Linked DNA regions of Mus musculus: regions 1, 2, 3 and 5 are each linked to region 4. A link is a contact called in public HiChIP or PLAC-seq and promoter capture Hi-C data. All regions are on one chromosome and are shown on one strand. Each heading gives the region's core, a stretch centred on a gene start, on an enhancer-like site or on the middle of the called end of the contact. The rest is flanking DNA. Distances are from core to core; before and after follow the strand shown. Region 1 holds the start of Wdr47 (WD repeat domain 47). Region 2 holds the start of Trim33 (tripartite motif-containing 33). Region 3 holds the start of Psma5 (proteasome subunit alpha 5). Region 4 holds the start of Ddx20 (DEAD box helicase 20). Region 5 holds the start of Ampd2 (adenosine monophosphate deaminase 2).

Region 1 (4,062 bases), core at 466-2,965, 2.9 Mb before region 4:
CAAGGTGGGAAATAAGTTAAATCTCTCTCTCTCTCTCTCTCTCTCTCTCTCTCACACACACACACACACACACACACACTCAGTAATGGCAGCCCAATTCAAGTTCATGATCTGGTTGTTTGCCTTACATATACTGTTATGGATTATTTCCTTGTCTTTCCCATTTACGTGTTACTTTGTTGTTGGAAGCAATGTTCCTCCCCCTCCTCCAAACCTTAATGCACAATGATTCGTTATATCTCCCACCTAAATAAGACCTCCAGAATGTGCCATATAAAGAAAATTCGACTGCTAGGCGTTTCTCCTTTCTAGTAAAATGCTAACATAACATATGCCAACACTTGAGACCCCCCCCCAAAAAAAAGAAGTGGTATTATCTGTGAAAAAGATTTACAGCCCTTTTAAACCTGTATGTTAATTCCTGTGCCATTAACTTTTTATAGCATTCTATGAACTCTCTACAACAAAGGGGGGAAACTAAGTGTCAGGATTTCAACCGATGAATCTGGGTGGAACAAAGACTTCTCCTCTCATTATGCAGTGAGAACCAAGTTGCCAAAAAAAAAAAAAAAAAAAAAAAGCTCCCCTCAGACGACACCCTTCGTAGTTACTAGCTGCATGTCTGGATGTACAGGGGGGAAATCATCAGGTCAAATACTGCCGCTGCCTACTTGGTTCCTACCCCTTTGCCAAAGGCGTCGTCCCAGAGCTAGAGCCCCAATCTTTTTCTCCCCAATACAGCTAAGCAGCTTAACCCTCTGAGTTCCATAACCTCCGGTGTCTTACGCAGGCGTCCCCGGGAACAAATCACGTTCGAAATTCAGTCGATGCCCCTGTCCCCACCCTCCCAGACCCCACAGGACTGCTCCTAACAGCCACTGGCCTGGCGTCAGAAAGGGCAAACCCGGATCCCCCACAAACCCTCAACCCCGCCACTCCCTACCCATTCGCCGGCCAAGGCGAGCAGGGAAAGGGACCAGCGCGCAGCCCTCAGTCTCGCCCCAGCCCAATAGAGGGGCGAGGCAGATGCAGCCCAGTCAGCCCTCCTCGCGCCCCTCAGCAGCGGCGAGGTGGATACTCCATACCAGGGCGAGGGGCATCGCCCAGCCGCCCGAATCAGACTGGCAAGTAGGGGAAGGTGTGGTCCAGCAGTGGCGGCCTGGATAGATTGCCTGGCGGGTCCCAGGTCCTGTCCCCGAGACACCCGGGCCTCGCCCGCATCCCATCTTCTCGCAGTCGCCACCAAAGCCTACCCAAGACACTCCTCCCGGCTGCGAACGCCGCCCAAGGGGCTGTGGGGTCTGCGCCGCATCAGGCTAGTGACAGGTGGCGACGGGTGACCATGGCAACCCACGGTGCACGGCGGCCCGCCCCCGCCTCCTGGAATCCGCTCACCTGAGAGCTCCGGGCGGAGCCGGCAGAAGCGGTGGAGGAAAACGCGGAGGAGAGGCCGGCGGCCAGAGCCCCGAGACAGCCAATTCCAGTCTAAGGCGCGAGCGCGAGGGCGGCGGTCTGGGCTAAGCAGCCCGCACGTCAATCCATCAGCTCGTCAGCCGGTCCTGCTCGCGTCCGCCCCGATCCCGCCTCCGACCGCTCCGCTCCGCGGACTGCGGTTGTCAAGCGCCGCTGGAACGGAGCTCCAGCCGCCAGCTGCAGCCAATCACTGCTCGTCCCTGGAGCCGCCTCAGGACCCCTCCTCGCGAGGCGGCTAGGCAGGTGCCTGAGCAGAAGAGTCGGCTGGGCCAGCCCAGGAGGGTAGGGCGGGGCCTAGAGGCGGGGCCTAACACGGGGGCGGGCAGAATCTAAGACTGACGCCTGGAGGCTCCTGGCCCTCGCCTTCTCTGCTCTTATGGTTTAGGAGATGACTGTAAGGAGAATGTAGGCCCAGAACCTTCGGGTGACGCTATGTTATGTCCCAAAATAGCGTGGACAGGTGTGGTAGTTTGAATGAGAATTGCCCCCATACTCATGCATTTGAATGCTTGTCCCCAGTTACTGGACTGACAGGAAAAGATAAGGATAGCAGTTCTCAACGTATGGGTCCCAACACCTCCTAGGAGGGTAACATATCATATAATTTCAATTCATAGCAGTAACCAACTGGTCTGAAGTAGCAACGAAAATAATTTTATGGCTGGGGGTGAGGAGGCCACCAAAAGATGAGCAACTGTATTAAAGAGTCGCAGCATTAGGAAGGTTGAGAACCACTGGATTAGGTGTGAACAAGTTGGAAGAGATGTCACTGAGGGTGGTCTTGGAGGTTTCAAGAGCCAGTCCTTTCTGGCTTTTTTTTTTTTTTGTAAGATTTATTTATTATATGTAAGTACACTGTAGCTGTCGCCAGACACCCCAGAAGAGGGCATCAGATCTCACTATGGATGGTTGTGAGCCACCATGTGGTTGTCAGGATTTGAACTCAGGACCTCCAAATAGAGCAGTCAGTGTTCTTAACCGCTGAGCCATCTCTCCAGTCCCAAGCCAGCCTTTTCTTCGTTTTATGTCTGGTGCTTGTGGATCACGTGTAAGCTGTTAGCAACTGCTCCAGCATCAGGCCTCCCTGTCTGCTGGCACATTCACTGCCAAGACCGTCATGAACTAACCCTCTGGAACCCTGAGCTAAAAATTAAATGCTGTCTTTTATAAGTTGCCTTGGTCGTGGTGTTTCATCACATCAATAAAAAAAGTAGCTAGGACAACCTGTCTGACACTTCCAAATGTCTTCTGTGCACTGGGTTTGACTCTTAATTCTACTCCAACGATTAACTAATAAAGCTTAAGTGAAATAAATACTCCTTCCTTGCCCTTTTCCGTACTCCATCTCCCTCCATGAAAACCATCCCCTTCCAGGCTCTCCATGTGTAAAGCTAATCCTATCTTGAAGCACTTAACAAGGCTGCTGTTTTGAACTGCCCTTTTATTTACAGTAGTAACCTCACTCCTACACATTTGTGTAGTAGTATTCCCCCAGATACGTACTGCTCAAGGAGCTGAACCTCCAGGAACCTTAGCATAAAGAATCCAGAACTCAGGAGGCAGAGGTAGACTTATGAGAGATTTACCTGGCCTGGTTTACATAATGAGTTCCAGCCAGCAAAGGCTGGGACCTCAAAAACAAACAGACAAAAAATCCAGTTCAAGATAAATGGCCAGGTGAGTCACAGCATTGTGTATGCACATAACATATCCAATAAATAAATACAATACTTTAAAGACCAAGTATGTTGGTGCATGCCTGTAATTCCAGCAGGATAAAGAGTATTGCAGATTGGAGGCCAGTCTGAGCCCAGCTACATAGTAAGAGTCTGTCTCAAAATAAGATGGGACTGCAGAGATGGGTCTGTGGTTAGTGCTTGCCATGCAGTCATGAAGAACAGGGTTTGGATCATCAGTAGTTATTCAAGGCTGGTGGCCACCTGTAAACCCGGAGCTTCAGAAGCAGAGATGGATCATGGGAGTGAGGGACACAAGCTGACTAACTGTCAAACTCTGTCAAGGAGAAACGTTGCCTTAATGAATAGGATGAAGAGTGATCAGAGTCAAGCACTATCAATTCTGGCTTCATACACATATACACATGCACAGAAGAGGGGGAGAAGAGGAAGGAGGAGGGAGAGGAGGAGGGAGAGGAGGAGAGGGAGGAGGAGGGAAACCCAAAAAGATAAGTCGTAGTTTAAAAGTTGTAGAGAGAACATTTTTAATTTCAGGGAGAAATTAAAATATCTGAACTTCAAAACATCAATTGCCCAGTTCACCTAAATCCTAGAAGAAAATCATATAGTATCTTAGTCACTATTCTATTGCTCTAAAGAGACCACCTGATGAAGGCAAGTGTTATAAGAAAAAGCTTCTAGGGATGGAGAGATGGCTCAGCAGTTAAGAGCACTGACTGCTCTTCCAGAGGTCCTGAGTTCAATTCCCAGCAACCACATGGTGGCTCACAACCATCTGTAATGAGATCTGATGCCTTCTTCTGGTGTGTCTAAAGACAGCTACAATGTACTTACATATAATAAATAAATAAATTAAGAGGAAAAAACCTTTTATCTGGGACTGGCTCACAGT
Region 2 (3,990 bases), core at 254-2,753, 2.4 Mb after region 4:
CAGGCCAATAAGCAATCCATTCCAACCCCTAGCTATCAACACTGTCGGACCAGGCCTTCCCACCCCAACTCACTTCTCACGGAGGGTTCGGTACACCCCTTTTCTGTCTCTTTAGTCCACCCTCTGCAGAAGCGCCTCAAACCTCCCTCTCAGCATCCCCTCCCCCAGCCCCTCGCAGCCGGCACCCCTCCCTTCTCTCTCCCCATATCTCCGGCGGTGCAGCTTCTCTGGTAACCGTCCCCGGGGCCGTAGCTTTCGTCTCGGAGACCTCTCTGCACTGCACCGTCCGAGCACCCTCGGCACCCCAAGCCGCCACACCAGATTCTCCCGGGTGCGGCCTGCTGCTCACCTTGCTGGACGTCACCGTTGCTGCCCCCAGGGATGGGCACGCTGAGCTGGCGCTCCGGCTCCGGCAGACAGCGCAGGCAGAAGGAGTGCAGGCAGGGGAGCAGCTTGGGCTCCGCCTCGCGCCGGCTCTGCAAGCTCTGCTGACACACCGCGCAGGTGTCCAGAAGCGAGGCTGGTGGTCCGAGAGGTGGCCCCGACGAGGAACCAGGAGCCGGGGCGGGAGCGGGGGCCGGGGCCGGGGCCGGGGCCGGGGCCGGGGCTGGGGCAGCAGCTGGAGCCGGCGTCGATGCCGCGCCTCCGGGGACCGCGGAGCCCACTGAGGCCGCGGGGACCGAGGCGGCCGGGGCCGAGCTTGAGGAGGCCGCGGCCACCCCCCCGTCGTCGGGCCCAGCCGCACCGCCCTCCGCGCCAGCCCTGCCGCCTTCCTCCTCCTCCTCCTCCACCAGCACCGCGGCGAGAGGCGGCTCCGCCTCCTGCGCCGTGGGCCCGGCGGCCCCGGCGGTTACCGGCGCGCTACCGCTGCCCCCGCCGCCACTCTCTGCCTCACCGCCGCCTTTGTTTTCCGCCATGTTTTCCTCTTTGAACCCGCCGGACCGCCCCGCGCCGCCCGCCGCTCGCGCCGCCGCCGCCGCCCCCAGCCTCAGCCGCAGCCACAGCAAGAGCGGCCGCCGAGAGCGAGCGAAGTAGCGAGCGAGCGAGCGAGCGAACGCACGAGAGCGCGCGCGCACGCGGCGCCCCCGCCCTCGCGTCGCGGGGCGGGAGGGGTGGGCACGCGCACGTACGCACCGACGTCCTCCGGAGGGAGGCGGGAACTCCGGCCGCGCGCGCTCGCGGGACAGACCGCGATGCAGCTCCGCGCCTCGGTGTGGTCTGTTGCCACCCGGCTGGAGTTGTGTAGCTCGGTAGGAGCTGGTGGAACTGGGTCTCTATGATGTGGCTGCTAGCGCCGAAGCCGCGGTGGTGCGGGAAGAAGGGAGGGAAAACATGCAGGAGTAGGAGGCCGGCTTGCGTTCGCCCCCGAGCGAGCGTCTCCACGGCGACGCCATCCCCAGCGACGGGCGCGCCACCGCGGAAGCTTCACCTGTCGCGCGCTTGGTCGCGGAGGCCTCCTACCGAGGAGGTGCGGACCACCTGGGTCTTCGCTGGGTGTTGCTGGACCGCGTTCTCTAGAGGGCTGTGACACCCGAGAGCGGCTGCGCAGAGTTCCCCCCACCACGTACACACACACCCCAAAAGTCTCCAGATATAGGCTCCTGCGGTGAGACAGAAGTCTTCTAATAGCTATTTTTAGCTTCTTAAGGTGATTCTCCAACGTTGCTACATACCTGAAAGCCAATCAAATGAGCTTTTTTCTAAACAGAGATGCCAGGGCCACACCCCAAAACAGAATCAGGAAGTTGAAAACCAGATGAATGTTGAAAAGTCCCTGCGGCTGATGTGCCAGTTTGGGAGACCATGTTTCTAACCAATATTATATCCCGAGAATCTCACTCGGCGTCCCCGGGTGGGCCAGCTGACTGTCCTCACCACCTCAATCTTAGAAGCTTTATGAAAGGGTTTTGTTTTGTTGGTATCGGGCCTCTCCGCCTCAGGCTGCCATCAGACCTTCATTTAGCCAGTGCTGCCAGAACAAGTGTAACTTGATATAGTGCCCACCTGTAGTCACCTGCAGGGAGACTGCTGAGTTCCTGGCCAGCTTAAGCATCAGGCTTCATAGGGAGACCTTGCCTCCAAAAAGAAATGGGGGAGGGGAAATGATGTAAGTGCAACAGCTGTTTTAATGTGAGTCTCACAAGCCCGTCCTAGACCGTAGTTATACAGGAAATTTATTTGGGTGAGTTTTTAAATTCACAGAAAAGCGTTTTTCATCAATTCCTTCAAAATCTCTTCTGACTTTCGTGTTAAGATAGAAACGTTGGGGTTCCTGCAGGAGAACAAAGAAACTCTCTGCCTTCAAGAAGTTGACAGTTTAGAGGATGAACATGGAGAGTATGTCGGGGGAAATGATAAATGCTTTGGAGTAAAAATAAGGCGAGTGTAAAGGATTTGTGCTGATTGAGCAAGGGCTCTGCTGATAAGGTGAAGAAACCTGGCTTGCACAAGAGTATTCCAGACAGGAGCAGGTGGCAAAAAACAAAGGGCCTAAGGCAAACAGAGACCCTGGAATTAGTGTGAGAGGAATGGCTTCAACAAGGAAAGGAAAAATAGGAGATAACACTTGTGGTCGTTTGAATAAAAATGGCCTCCATGTGGCCAGGCCTGGTGGCCCACGCCTTTAATCCCAGCACTCAGGAGGCAGAGGCAGGTGGATTTCTGAGTTCGAGGCCAGCCTGGTCTACAAAGTGAGTTCCAGGACAGCCAGGACTACACAGAGAAACCCTGTCTCAAAATAACCAAAAGAAAAAACAAAAACAAAGAATGGCCTCCATAGTTTCATTTATTTAAATGGTTGGTCACCTGGGAGCAGAACGGCTTGAAAGTATCAGGAGGAAGTATGTCACTGAGGTGTGCAAAGGTATGCAAAGAACACATTAACTTCCATATGCTTTGTCACTAAGTTCAAAAACCACAAGTATCAAAGAGAACAGGATTTCTGCATCTAATCATTATCTACCAGCTTTTCTGTATTTCCAGGACCACGGAGGAGGACATTGGTATTCCAGTAATAAATACAACAGTACATAAGCAGAAATTTCCAATTTACAAAGTGCTTTCAGACATATCCCTAACTTTTTGTTGTTGCTGTTGTTGTTGTTTTGGTTTTGTTTTTGGCTTTGGTTTTTCAAGACAGGTTTTCTCTGTAGCCCTGGCTGTCCTGGAACTCACTCTGTAGACCAGGTTGGCCTCAAACTCAGAAATCTGCCTGCCTCTGCTTCCCAAGTGCTGGGATTAAAGGCGTGCGCCACCATGCCCGGCATCCCTAACTTTTGCAATTAATAAAATATATACTAGCTTAAATAATAAGTAGATTTTTAATATTATATAAATATATTATAATGCATTGGCTATCTATTGCTAAACAATAAGGTAGTTTGTAATATTTTATTAAAATACTATGATTAGCATTATGGCCATCCTTTACATGTCTCTGTTCGGAGTATTTTTAAAAATGGAATTGCTGATCCACATAGTACGGCCATTGTAAAGGTTTTTGATAATACAAATTCAATATCTTAGGCTATTAAATAATCATTAGGCTAGACAAGAATTTTCTGAACGGAACAATAACACAGAGCTAGCCACAAATGTCACCAGATGGAGAGACTACATGTAATTGAAAAGTTTCTCCACAGCAAAGGAACTGTCAGTAGAGCACAGAGACAGTGCACAGAACAGGGGGAAAGCTTTACCGGTTACAGCTCGGACAAGGGGCTACTATCCAGACTTTACCAAACACTGAGAAAAATGCTCGGACAAGGGGCTACTATCCAGACTTTACCAAACACTGAGAAAAATAAATACCAAGCAACTAAAATGGCCAGTCACCAAACGAGCTAATGAATAGACACTTTAAAAGAAAAAAAAAAAAAAAGAAGGAAAGAAAGAAAGAAATGCAAATAAATTGCCAATGACTATTTTTCAAAAATGTTCAACTTCCATAGTCATCAGGGAAATGCAAATAAACTATTTTGAGATACCATT
Region 3 (4,630 bases), core at 1,933-4,432, 2.6 Mb before region 4:
ACACACACACACACACACACTCACATACACACACACACACACACACACACACACTCACACTCACACTCACACACACACACACCCCGACACTGAGAACCAGACTCACCACTAGCTTTCAGGAAAAATAAGAAATGGCCCTGCCTTTGTGATAATGTAAGTAAACTGCAGAGAACTGAAAGAACCCTATAAACGGATGTGACTAAATGTTTCTGCACCCCGACTTGGAAGCATTATCCTAGTAAGCTCTGTCTTCATCCTCCCAAATTTCCTGCTTACTTGGGTTGTTGCATATAAATTAAAACCGATCATTCCAAATTTCTACTTCCAGTTTGACTTTTACTCAGTTAATCTAAATTTGAAACAAGTCCCCTTGAATAGCCCAATTACAACCAACATCCAACATTTTCCAATCTGAAATATAACCCTTTAAATCTAATCATTCTGTAAAACCAACTCCTCTTTACCATGCCCATTATTTTCAAACAGCCCCAGCTTCTCAGTTCCTCACAATAGAATGCTCTGAATGATGACTCACTCTCCCTACCGTCCCCTTTGTCCTACCATATGCTAAGTCATGCTAACTCCTATCAGCGCCTCCTCCATGGTAACATCACTTCCATCCCTATGTCCTTGTTACCCTTTACCTAACTATTGTAAAAGCCTCCTGACTGGTGCCAACTCGTTCTTCCAATCAATTAATCTTTATAAAAACAACTGTGATGAGGCAACTCTTTAAAGAAAATATGAGAGACTGACACAGCTCATGAGTGTAACTCCAGAACTCACAACACTCAGGCAGAAAAGATCGTCCCAAACTCCAGGCCTCGTGGCTCTAGGTCACCCTGGGCTATAGATGAAACCTTGTCTTTTAAAACAAAAACCAAAAAAGACCCCCCCCCCCAAAAAAGAGAGAGAGAGAGAGAGAGAGCTGGGTCAGCAGTTAGGAGCACTAGGGGCTCTTCCAGAGGAAGCTGCTGCTCTGACTCCCAGCACTGACATCTTGGCTAAAACCCACCCGTCACTCCAGCTCTAGGCGATCCAACACCCTCTGGCCTCAAAGGACACCAGGCATGTATATGGTACATGGACACCCCCAACTGATAGCACACAGTGCCTACAGAGTGAGGTCCAAATTCTAAGTCTATTGAACCATCAGTATCTGGCACCATCCTGTTTTTTCCATAGCACCTACTTGTCCCATAACATGCATCATACATATGTGGTAACCAGCCTGGACTTTTCCAAATGTGTTATGCCTTTTCCTCACTGGTCCCCCTTGTTCATCCTTTATTATCTGTTCGTTCTCATGGTCTTGGTTTACTAGAAATCCTACTTTCCCTGGACCTATCTGAATTATCAGCTTCTTTGTGAAGCTTTCCCCAACCTCCAACAATGAATGCAGCCTCTCATCAGAACGTCCAGTGCTGCCTTAGATTCCTCTAGTAACATCAATACATTTCTGTCTCACATTACAGTTACTGTTGCAAACAGGAGGGTAGAGATCTTGATTCTGCTCACTGCTGTAAAACCAGCTCCCTAAACAGTGCTTCTTGAACACAGCCAACGCTCAAGAACATTAGCTAAATAGAGGCCTGGGCTTTATTTAGTCTTAGCAAATACAAAAGAAAAAAATCCACAAAGCAACTAGTTCATATAAATAAATGGGCAAAGCTCAGTAAAGCCTTTCAGATGAGGATCACAATTTTCTTAACATTTTATCACCTAAAGATGACTCTCTTCAATACTCTGGAAGCCAAGTGTTAACGACCATTTTACTTGACAACAGGAAATAGTTTTAAAACTTCACCGATATTTTCTGAGTCAGCAAAAGGATGGAGATTAATATGTATGTATATATGTGTATATATAAGTATGTATTGAGCCTGTCAAAATTGTGGCACCTGGAATGACATATATATATTTTGACAGGCTCAATACATACTTGCCAAGAAAAGTAATTTCTCAGTGGTAACCTGGAACTAAGAAAATGTCTGCTTTCCCTAACTTTTAAAGGAACCCAGTGGTTTGCAAAACTGCTCAAAACAGAAACTGAAAGTTACAGTATCTACAGCATTTATGACAGTATTAGTTAGCATTTTCGAGACTTGAAAGTTTTTAGGTTGTCTGCTCTTTTAATAAACACAACCACACAGCTTTGACTTTACAAAACATTTAGCTTTCAACACAACACTAAAATTAACTTGCTTTCAAACCTCCTCTCACATACACACACTTTGGTCAAATGGAATCAGTGTATTAAAACTCTTCTGAGAACCACTGTACATTCAAGTTCCCACAAAACCAGATTGTAGGCAATATATTTATCCGAGCATAGCTGAAAACTGCCTTCGCTCTTCAAAAAAGATTAAAATGTACAGCACAGGACGGATTCCTACAAACTCATCCAATAGTCTCTGGTAGCTTCTATTCAAGGAAACTCCTTTCACTTTTCTTTTTCCTAAGCAGTCAGACTTAGGTTGAAAAGACGGACGCAAGGCTGGTGTCCCCCTAATCTACTCCAGGTTAAAGGTCCCGATCCCTCTCCGCCGCCTGCCCCAAGCAGCCCCAGCCTCTCGCTTCCGCGGGGAGTCAGGATTAGCGGTGACTCAGCGGGACAAGTGCAACGGGTCCGCTGCAGTGTAGCTTGGGGAATCTCGCCGGGCGCCTCGGGAACCAGATTCCCCGGGTCCCGCCAGACTTAGGTTCTCCGGGCGCCCCATGACACTGCAGAACCCAGGCCGCGGCGCGGGCCCCAGGCCCGCCCACCCAAATTTCGACCCTGCTGCTTCCCGCCGTACGAACCTGTCGTACTCGGACCGAGTGAGGAACATGGCGAGGACAGAAGGAGGCGGCAGTGGCTACGCGGGGTTCCCAAAGGCCACACGATTGAAAGCAGCACCCTAATCAACCACACCGCCACAGCACCAAGGACCCTGCAGCCGTCTGCGCGTGCGCACGCGACCTTTTTAGCCCGCCCTCCCGTGCTTCCCTTTTATTGGCTGATTGATATTCTCGCCGCGATGATTGGACTTGACAAGCTTCTTCACCGGACCTGGGTTAACAGGGAGGCGGAACTAGAGAGCACTTCCGCTTTCCGTCACCCTTGGTTGCTACGGGCGCTGGGACTCGAGGCAACCGGTGAGAGTGAACCTCGTCGTCGAGGAGTGAGCACGCCGCGCTTTGGATGGCTGCAAGACTTGGCCTGATGACTGGGTTGTCGGAATCGTGACGTAAGTCTCGCCAGCTCGCGTAAATGCAGCCGGGGGACACCGGTCTCTTACTTCGCGCTCGCCTGCCCAGCTCTTCGCTGTCTTCCCGGCTCGGTGGCAGCCGGAACTAGGTTTGCTGAGGACTTTTTGACTTGGGTAGAGAAATGTGTGCGCCTCTACCAGCGTGCCCGGCAGTTCTGCCAGCCGGGCTTGTTGAAAAAAAAAGTTTTAAAAGTTGATAGGTTCTAATCAGCAAGAACGTTTTTCAATTTCTTGCATAGGTACGATTATTTTATCAAGTCTTTCCTGGATTCGTACACATCACCACCACCACCCTAACTATCCAAGTTTCAGACCCAGACCTGGAGTTCAGTATCGGAGCTTCAGATTAGTCACTGCTTTTAAGGACCTTAATTTGTGTATGTGCTTCTTGTTTTCTCTTCCTAAGGGTAGAAGAGCAACTTGAGCTTTTTTTTTTTTTAAGAAACATTGTAAATGAATCATTTATCAAAGAAAGTTAGGTGGTTAAGAAGTCCTGACTCGGGCTGGAGAGATGGCTCAGGGGTTAAGAGCACTGGCTGTTCTTCAGAAGGTCCTGAGTTCAAATCCCAGCAACCACATGGTGGCTCACAACCATCCTGAATGAGATCTGACTTCCTCTTCTGGTGTGTCTGAAGACAGCTACGATGTACTTACATAAAATAAATAAATAAATCTTTAAAAACAAACAAAAAAAACAAAAAAAAAAAGAAGAAGTCCTGACTCTCTAGGAATGTAACTCGGTGACAGAGTACTTTCATAGCATGCATGAACCTCTGCCCAGGCTTGGCGGGGGTGGGGTGTGAGGTGGTCAGAGTACAAAGTTTCAGGTAAGATTAATACCTAATGGAGATATATGATACACCAGGATGACTAGAGTTAATATCTTACACTTGAAATTTTTCTAAGAAGGTAGATTTTAATCACTACCAAAAAAGGCAAATGTTAGTGAAAGTTAACTTAATCGTGATATATACCTATATCAAAACATAATTCTGGTGGCTGGAGAGATAGCTTAGCACCTGATTCCCTTCTAGATGCCCACATTTGGTTCTCAGCGTCCTAGTCAGGCTGCACATAACTACCCTTTATTCTAGCTCTAGGGGATCCACTGCCTTTTTCTGCTCTCTGCTGGCCCCTATATATGTGTCACACATAACACACACACACAAACACACACACACACACACACACACATTGAAAAGTCTTTTTAAAAATACCATTCTGGGTTGGGTGTGATAGTTCCTTTAATCCCAGCACTCAGGAGGCAGGGAATCTCTAAGTTCAAGACCAGCCTGGTATACCAAGTGAGTTCCAGGCTAGCCAGGGCTATGTAGAGAGACCCTGTCTCAAAAGTAATATTTTTAAACATCATTTTTTAT
Region 4 (4,310 bases), core at 1,218-3,717:
TGTGAGTGCCACTATCGTGTCGTTATGGATGTCTTGCCATAATCCTGTTGTCACTCATAAGTATGTCAGATGGGTGAGTGCCTTATCTTCTTTAACTGTGAAATGGAGATGATAGTACCCATCTCCTGGAGTTGTGAGCTCCTCGTGGAATGTGAGTTTAATAAATGCTAGCAGTCACCACAGCCATCATCATGTCCATCTCCTTTATCCCCATCAGAATTATCCTCCACCAACATCAACCACACTGTTGTCTCCTTCCTTTCTTACTTTCTCTGTTTCATTTGCGTTGCTTCTCTGTCTGCAGAGCATCCCGCTAGAAGAACTTCATGGCTCACGTTTATAGGAGCCCATTTCTCTGTTTTTCTTTTTGGGTTTATAATTGTGAAGCACGGGGCACAGATTGAATACCTGAAGACACAAGCAATGATCCTTTTAAAGATGTCATCTGTTGCTTACTACCCTACTGTAACTTTATTTATCCTCTCATTACCTTAACAAAAAGTGTGTTTCTAATGATTCTATAAATGTGAGAAAATATCTTGAAAAGAGAAAGGAAACGTAATGGTTAACATTACCTATCCAATTGACAGGATCTAGCATTACCTGGAGATGGGCCCTGGGTGATTATCTCTGCTAGGTTAATTGATATGGGAAGACATCTTAATAATGGCAGGGCCATTCTCTCTTGGGGATCCTGGCATGTATAAAGTGAAGAAAGCTTCACACTTGCAAACATCCACTGTTCTCCGCTTCCTGAAAGTGGATGTAACGTGACCTGCCACTTCAAGTTCCTACTGCCTTCACTTTTCCACCATAATGGACTGTATCTTCAACCATGGTCCAGAAAACCAAAACCAAACCCAAACCCAAACCCAACCCAAACCTTCTCCCTAAAGGTGCTTTTGGCACAGCAACAGAAAAAGAGACTGAGAGAGAGGAAGAAGTGAGGAATGAGTTTCACTCTTTAACTGGGAGTGTGGTTAGACAGTGAAGTGTTTGTGTAGTATGCCAACATCATGGATTCAACTCTTAGGAAAAAGAAAGATAAAGGAAGTAATTTCTGTGCCTCTGAGGTTCATGGTCTGGACAGGGAAGCCCATCTAGAAGGGTTTTGCAACAGTTAGGATGACCAGAAGACCCAGGGTAGATACTATGGAGATGGTAAAGGAGTGGATGAGACATTTGGAGACACAAGTATTTGACAGTAGTTTGATAGAAAGAGGGTGAAGGCAAAGCAAAAAGGAATCCTCAGATTTGTCATCTGTGGATTGGGTGGGTGAAAGATGTGGGCAACTATGAGGAAGCTTGCGATCTTTAGTTCCTCTTCCTTCATTTGGATAGTGGACGTTTGCTTAGTGCTTTGTTAATTTCTAAGCAAACATGTCTTAGTTAGGGTTTCCATTGCTGTAAGGAGACACCATGGCCAAGGACATTTATTGGGGTTCTTTTACAGGTTCTGAGACTCAGTCCATCATCATCAATGAGAAAAGTAATAAAGATATGCTTACATTTGGAAGCATGACTAAAGCTTTGTTCTAAGAGCTCTTTCAAAAAACAGTATTTAGTACGTGCCAGATTATGTTTCTCCTACCAGAGACAGAAGGGAACAAATCAGAATAGCTTTCTGTCCTCATGGAAAGTGTGTGTGGGGGTGGTGGTGGGGGGTGGACAATAAACATTTTAGGTAGTTGTATCATGAAGAACCTGACCAGGTATGGTGGCACACACATGTCATCTCAGTATCTGAAAAGTTGAGCCAGGAGGATTTCCAATTTGAGGCCAGCCTGAGCGGCATAGGGAGACTCTGATTTAGAAAATAAACAGACCAACTAACTAAGCCAATCAAACCAAATAATCAAACTCGGGGATAGTGGTGGGAATAATGGGAAAGGCCAGGAAGCAGTCAGGATGGAAACCACTCAAGATTTCAAGAAAAGCCTCTTTGACAGGGTGACACATGAGTGGGTCTAGAGGAAGGGAAAGTGGTGTGCTAGTTGCCCACCCCATAACGGAGGAAGGGCACACAAAAGATCCGTTGGACCCGAGACGTCTATTAGCCTAGGGTTTCCGAGAGAGCGATCAAGCAGAGCCTAGGAGTTGGCGTGCAGTCCAGGTTTCCACTTAAATATCAGGAGACTTCCGTCACGCGACAGGGTACGGATCGCGAAGACTTCGGCGTGGCTACAGCCGAGCTTGACCCAAGGAGCCGACTCCAAGCCCAGGCGACGGCGACCGATTCGCGAGCTGCGTCACAAAGCGCGTCCTGGGCGCTCGGGTCTGGAGCCCCGCCGCGCGGCCAGGCACTCAGAGCCGCGGGAGGCCGGCAGCGGGCGGCGCCCACCAAGGGCACGCGGCGCCCTCTGCAGGCCGCAGGCGGCAACACACCGGTAGCCTCATCTTCCCTCGCTCTTCCCGCCTCTTTCTCAGGCTACATTTTTTTTTTTTTTCTGCTCCCTCCTAGAGTGACAGCCTCCGACTTCCGTTCTTCCCCTCCGCTTCCAGGCGTGTCCGTGTCTTCTCCGGGAGGCTGCCAATAAAGTTTTTCTCCTTCTCGCTCCCAGGAGCCCCGCCTCAAGTCTAAATATCGCGAGATCTGGAGGCGCGGCTACCATGGCGGCGGCGGCGTTTGAAGTCCCGGCGGCCTTGACAACCTCCGAGTCCACTATGGCTGCGGAGCGTGCGGCCGCGCCGGTGCAGGCTGTGGAGCCGACTCCGGCATCCCCGTGGACCCAGCGGACCGCACACGACATCGGCGGGCCGCGCACACGTACCGGGGACGTGGTGCTGGCGGAGCCCGCGGACTTCGAGTCGCTGCTGCTGTCGCGACCGGTGCTGGAGGGTCTGCGGGCGGCCGGCTTCGAGAGACCCTCTCCGGTGCAGCTCAAGGCCATCCCGTTGGGGCGCTGCGGGCTCGGTGAGGACCGGGGCCGGCCGGCGGTGGGGGGAAGGAGGGGACGGCGTGGCCCCCGGAGAGCTCCGGCTCCGCGCCATCGCGGGGCTAAGCCAGGCTCTAAGGCGCGCAGTTGAATTTGAGGGTAGGACTTTCTTCCAGCATGGAGTCCAAGTTGGAGAAGGTGAGCGGCAGAGATTCGGGGCGCAAAGGGCTGGGGAGGTAGCTCGGTGGTTAAGAGATTGGGGCATCAAGCACACCTCCTGCGCGTTTGAGAGTCAACCAAAAATACAGGTGGCAACTAGGTCCTCATGGCAGAGAACCTCTTCATTCTCCTTTCTCGTATTTGGTATCTGGTGGCATCAGTAAATCTAGGTAATAATATGTAATATATATAATTTTTTTCTTCCTCAGATTTAATTGTCCAAGCTAAGTCGGGCACTGGAAAAACTTGTGTATTCTCCACCATTGCTCTGGACTCTCTGATTCTTGAAAACTATAGTACTCAGGTGAGTCTAACTCAGGATCCGGAAGGGGGTGTGTAGCACGTGACTCTATTGAGAGTCGTGACAAACTAGTAACTCTTCCAGATGGTGAGTTTGAAGAGGCCGGACCAAAGCGTATGCAAGTTAGGGAAGTAAACTAGATGGTCACGTCGGTGAGTTGTGGCCAAGGCTACGTCCAGTATTTTAAAGTTGGAATTTTCTGTTATAAGTACATCTCGACCATTTGTCAGTTGGAATCGTACAATTAAAAATTCATTTACTTTCTGACTAGAGTGGGATTAGACATAGAAGGTAGAAGTTCTGGATTAGTAAGTACTGTGCTATGGCAGAAATTTCAGGTGGTTCTTAAAGCCTTGTGTATGTGTTGTATTGATCTCTCATTTTCTAGGTTGCCTCGGGATATGGTTTTAAGATTGTCCTACTCAGCTTTGGGTTTGGGGGATCATTCTTTAAAAAGCTTTGTTTAGCCATTGTTACATATAAATACTATAGTAGGCACTAGGGATTAAACAGTGAATAAGATGTGATCCTGACACTGTCGTCTGGAGTGTGTAGTGATGGCTGACTTCAAAAGGGGGCTTTTGAGATGGTCGATCTTCAATGTGATTCCTTTAAACCCAGGATTCTTGTATTTGTTGTCTAGAATCTTTGAGTTCTATATCCACGAAACCGTGGGAGATAATGAATATACTTTTTAAAGTACATTGGCTAATTTATTTGAGATTTAGGATGTGTTGAGAGTTTTGGCTTTGTAATACTTGGCAACAGACAAAATCCCAAACTTGAGTAAAAATCATATTTTTAAGGTATATTATTAAAATAATTAGTGCCTGTGTATTATGTAGTATCAAAGTAATACTACATAATAATTTATAGTTGGGAAAATCAGAAAGAGAGAGAGAGAGAGAGAGAGA
Region 5 (4,276 bases), core at 1,153-3,652, 2.4 Mb before region 4:
CGACACACAGTCTTGCCTGGGTTGAGTGGGTGGGGGACTGAGGCTTAGCTGGAAGCAGGGCAGACTTCCAAGCAACCACTGAAAACCATGTGACCTGGAAATATGGGGGTGGGGGATGGTTATAGACTAAAGGGTGTGTTGTTGCTGGTGGGACTTCAAGATGAAGGCTCTCACGAACTGGTTTGCCTGGCTTGGGTGGAGAACAGAATTGCCACCCAATTGGCTGGGTAGATCTGAATTAGGGGATCCACAGAGGCCTGGCCCAGGATAAGGCTGTGACCCTTTAAAATTATGTCAAAATCTGCATCTTACCAGAATGTAAGTGAGCATCTATATGGTCACATGGTACCTGATCGTTAATGTTGGGATTTATTTTGTTCACTCTCGGAAGCCAACAGTCTTACAATGTCTAAGGGCTGTATTCAGAATAGCCCACTTGCTGAGTCTGAGGGAGACTGCAGGTGATTGGAGAGCTCTGCTGGATTCTTGTTGATTTCTACGGTAACTTTCTGCCTGTTTCTCCTCTGTGTACTTCATATACATCACATGATTAGGACCATCCTGTCTGTGTAGTTCTTCGACTCCATTCTTGCATCTAACTTTATGTTGTAAAGATTTTCATACAATTAAAGAAATTCTCCAAGAACGGTGTTAATGGTTATATTTCATTGTGTTCATTTAACATTCCCCTGTTGCTAGGCCTTTATGTTTCCAAATTTTCTGTGGTAAACACTGCAATATTGAACAACTTTGTGGATATTTTTCTGACAACCCTCTAATTAAGAACAGATTTGTGATTCGTACACCCTGAGAAAATCCCTATGAGGTTTTCTGGGCCCTCCTACCTTCCTGAGCTAATTCAGAAAGATAGAACTTTTTTTTTTTCTTTCTCTTTCTTCCAACGTGTGTTTCCCTTCCCTTCTCTTCTTCCAGGAAGCTGAGAGTTACAACTTGTACACCCTGGGGCTTTTCCTTTAAACTCTAATAAAATTATTTTTGAGTTAAAAAAAAAAAAAGACTTGTTAGAAGTGGATTACTGAGTCAAAACAGTGCAACTTATAGCGATACTTGATTTTATTTTGCCAAACGGTTCTTAGATTATATTAGTATTTACAGCCACATAATGCGTGCCCCAGCTCAGTACACCATCACCTGTATCCGATGCTTTTAGTGGTTCCTGTTTTGATATTTAAACGTAACGGTGTAAGAATAAGGTTCTCCTTGTTCTATTTTAGTCTGATTCTCTGTGAGCTGGATTCCCATAACCCACTGGTCTCCCAAGTTTATGGAGGCCACCTGTAGGGTTTTTTAAAAATTTGTATTTTCATCGTTTTTCTGCAATTCTGGGGTTTGCTTTCGCATGTAAGGCAGAGGGATACTGCCCCTGAGCTGACACCCCCAGCCTAAGGCAATAGTTTTTAAAGTTTGTTTTAGTATAGCGGATAGGAGACTCCCTAGAGGCCACATCAGATGCAGATAGAGATGGGGGATCAGGACTCAGAGTTCCAGTTGGGGAGAGGAGGGACTGAAAGCAGCTGGAGAGACTTCAGAGCAGCTGGGTGAGGGGGCAAAGACTCCCCCAGGGGAGAGGCGAGGGAAGGGACCAACTGCTGCTGATAAAGGGGAGGACTTTCCTTTTCAGGGTTCCTGTAGGTACAGGCTGCCCCTGGGAGGCAGGAATCCTTGTTTGAGAGGGTGTCTGTGGCCCTATTCAAACAGCCCAATTTCTCATAACCCACAAGGAGAAATCAGTGAGCTGGCCATAGTGATCCCAGGCCAAAGAAATCTTCCAGGAACACTGATTGGGAAGTAACTTACAGGCCAGGCACAAGTCTAAGCACTTATAATTATCTCCTTTATCTTCATCAGAGCGGGTGTAAGAGCCAAAGTTAACCAGTAAAACCCAGAGAGAAGTTCACCATCAGTCAGAAAGTAGGTGGAGATGTCTGAATTTGAACCTAGGCATTCTGGCTAGTCTAACGTCAACATAGAAATTAATGTGGGATGGTGAACCGGCTTTGAAGGGCACATCCTGCCTACCAATGACTGATAGAAGGAAATAGATTCAGGTGGGAATGCGGAGAATTCAAGGGCAGGGCTTCTGCTTGAAATGGATTCTGGGACCCTAATAATAGCTACCTGACTTTGTGCCAGACATTGTGCAAAGGGGATTTACCTTCAGTCCTCAGTAACTCCTTTCTTTGGATGGGGTGTTTCCATTGCCTCATCCCATCTTACTGATGAGGAAACTGACGCACAGAAATCGCCCAAGACCAAAGGGCCAAGCCAAGGCCAACCCTGGTCCGGAGGCTGCCCACGTGGCGTAAGGGAACTGGGAAAATGGTTGGGGCGTGGCCAGGAGGCCAAGAGGCGTGGCCGAACGGGGCGTGGCCGCGGACTTGGCGGGGCCTGGGGTACGCGAGATTGGCGCGCAGCCCGGAAGGTTTCGGCGGGGTCGCACCTGTTGCGTGACTCCCCCGTAGCCCGGCCACAGGAGCCGGATCCCTAATTGATTCCCAGAAAGTGGTGAAAGAACCCTAGGCGAATTCCGGGTCCGGTTTTCTGGGGAGCACGTGGCCTGTTTCCTCTTGAGTGCAGGCTTGGGGTCGCGACTCCGGGGTCTCCTGAGGTCAGTCTGGCCGCTGAAGTCGGCGGGAGTCCGCCCCCCGGCCAGCTGGCCATTTTGAAAACCTTGCCTTCCTTCCCGCTTCTCAGTGCGGGTGCAGGGGCCAGTGGCGCGACTTCGCCCCGGTGGGGGCCCTCTCCCCTCTTCAGCCCGGCTCCCTCGCTGTGCAGACTTTCGTAGGCTGCCTTCCTGGTCCACGCGGGACTTGGGCAGCATGGCCTCAGGTAAGTGTGTGGCGCGTGTGTGGTTGATAAAGGGACTCCAAGGCAGAGGTGCCTGGGTCGGGTGATAAGTGGGTGGGGGGTCTTGGCAATGCCTGCAAGACCTAGGGGACGTGAACGGCTCCTAGAAGGGTCCAAGGAAGCAGATCTTGAGTGTACAGGCAGAGCGACAGGTCAGAGTAGGCTGGGGTCTTTCCCATCGACCTCAGACAAGACCCAGCCTCCTACTCTTCCTGTCTTCCTAGGAGACAGCTTCTGCCGGTCAGTGGAATTTTCCCAAGACAGGCCCCTCCCTCCTGGGCTCGAATTCTCAGTTCTGCCTCCTCCCGGAGCTGGGCTGTCCCTAGAGCAGGGGTCAGATGGAGAAGAAAAGAGGGGGGCTCTGCCCCAGAGGCTCTGGGTTTTCATGAGTACCGTTGTTCCTTCCCTGGAGGAAATGGGTTTTGAGGTTGGAGCTCAGGCGGTATTCTTGCCTATTATTTTTCTCTCTGGCTGGCTGGACCAGCCTAGCCTGGACTTTGGCTTCTTTGCCTTGGAGCCTTGGCAAGGGATGAGGGTTCCCGAGGTGGGGTGAGGGTAGTAAAGAGCTTAGAGCTGGTGCTGCTCCATCTGTTTTCTCTGCATCCCGACCCCGGCCCTAGCCACCATCAGACAGGGCACTCTAAAGACTGGAGTGGGAAGAGAGGGATAAGGGGCAGGATGGAGGCCCCACTCCCCGAGGTTGCCTAGACAACATCAGAAATCGTGGCCAGAGCCTCTTCCGCCTGCGGGGCGCTGCTTCCTGCATCAGTCACTCCCGCTGGGGGCGGGGCGGAGGAAGGGGTTGGATGTGGGAGAGCTTGGCCCCAGCCGGTGAGGTTCCTCCGCTGTCGCCTTGGCCCCAGCCATGGCATCCTATCCTGGCCCAGGCAAGTCCAAGGCCAAATATCCCTTTAAGAAGCGGGCCGGCCTGCAAGCTTCCGCTGCCGCTCCAGGTGAGAGTTCTTGGTTTCAGGCATGGGTTCCCCTCCTCTTGTCCAGGCCACTGAGTGCCTCCGATAAGGTCCCCTTCTGCAGCACCCTCTCTGCAATGATGCCTCTCGACCTCGGTTCCCCGGTTCCCCGGCTGACTGGCTGACTTGATGGCGCAGGGAGGGAGGTGGGAGGGGGTGCCTGAGGTTTCCATGTCAGGGGTGCTGCCCTCCGTAACAAGGAGTGGGTGTGGATGTGGGTGCCCACGAGATGTATATGCACACGTGTCAGCTTGTGCAGATGCTAAGACTGCGTGTGAAGTGTATGTGAATGGAGTGGGGAGGGTGTGGGACTGACTGCGGACTGGCTACTCTGATTGGTACCAGGCAGACTCAGGCTAGACTTGCCTTTACTTATTCTTTCCAAGACCCTAGATCTAGAACTCCCTCCCTGGTGAGTGGGGTGGTGAGGTCTGACA

The links. Promoter capture Hi-C pulls out the DNA fragments that hold promoters and counts their contacts. HiChIP or PLAC-seq counts read pairs in DNA pulled down with a chosen protein or histone mark.
Region 1: a promoter capture Hi-C map of pre-B cells shows a contact between it and region 4, with 5 times the contacts expected there. The contact joins the promoter of Wdr47 here to the promoter of Ddx20 in region 4. A contact is called at or near these places in 3 of 39 promoter capture datasets (hippocampal neurons, liver and pre-B cells).
Region 2: a promoter capture Hi-C map of pre-B cells shows a contact between it and region 4, with 6 times the contacts expected there. The contact joins the promoter of Trim33 here to the promoter of Ddx20 in region 4. A contact is called at or near these places in 2 of 39 promoter capture datasets (the C10 cell line and pre-B cells).
Region 3: a contact with region 4 is called in a promoter capture Hi-C map of pre-B cells, with 2.4 times the contacts expected there. The contact joins the promoter of Psma5 here to the promoter of Ddx20 in region 4. A contact is called at or near these places in 2 of 39 promoter capture datasets (hippocampal neurons and pre-B cells).
Region 5: a contact with region 4 is called in an H3K27ac HiChIP or PLAC-seq map of extraembryonic endoderm stem cells, with 12 times the contacts expected there. The contact joins the promoter of Ampd2 here to the promoter of Ddx20 in region 4. A contact is called at or near these places in 1 of 115 datasets of contacts at active chromatin or transcription factors (extraembryonic endoderm stem cells) and 1 of 9 other capture datasets (liver).

What each region holds. Positions count from the first base shown.
Region 1 is chr3:108,588,931-108,592,992 of GRCm38.p6, reverse strand. Wdr47 (WD repeat domain 47) reads right to left here and starts at 1,715. Exons shown (of 15, transcript NM_181400.3): 1 at 1,396-1,715.
Region 2 is chr3:103,276,806-103,280,795 of GRCm38.p6, reverse strand. It overlaps Trim33 (tripartite motif-containing 33), which reads right to left and starts at 1,503. Exons shown (of 20, transcript NM_053170.3): 1 at 350-1,503. The coding sequence starts at 917.
Region 3 is chr3:108,255,478-108,260,107 of GRCm38.p6, reverse strand. Psma5 (proteasome subunit alpha 5) reads right to left here and starts at 3,182. Exons shown (of 9, transcript NM_011967.3): 1 at 2,803-3,182. The coding sequence starts at 2,831.
Region 4 is chr3:105,685,728-105,690,037 of GRCm38.p6, reverse strand. Ddx20 (DEAD box helicase 20) reads left to right here and starts at 2,467. Exons shown (of 11, transcript NM_017397.3): 1 at 2,467-2,914; 2 at 3,305-3,399. The coding sequence starts at 2,611.
Region 5 is chr3:108,084,792-108,089,067 of GRCm38.p6, reverse strand. It overlaps Ampd2 (adenosine monophosphate deaminase 2), which reads left to right and starts at 2,402. Exons shown (of 18, transcript NM_028779.5): 1 at 2,402-2,850. The coding sequence starts at 2,841. It overlaps Gm12500 (predicted gene 12500), which reads right to left and starts at 3,092. Exons shown (of 1, transcript NM_001358018.1): 1 at 1,057-3,092. The coding sequence starts at 2,842. The coding sequence ends at 2,225. It also overlaps a transcript of Gnat2 not described here.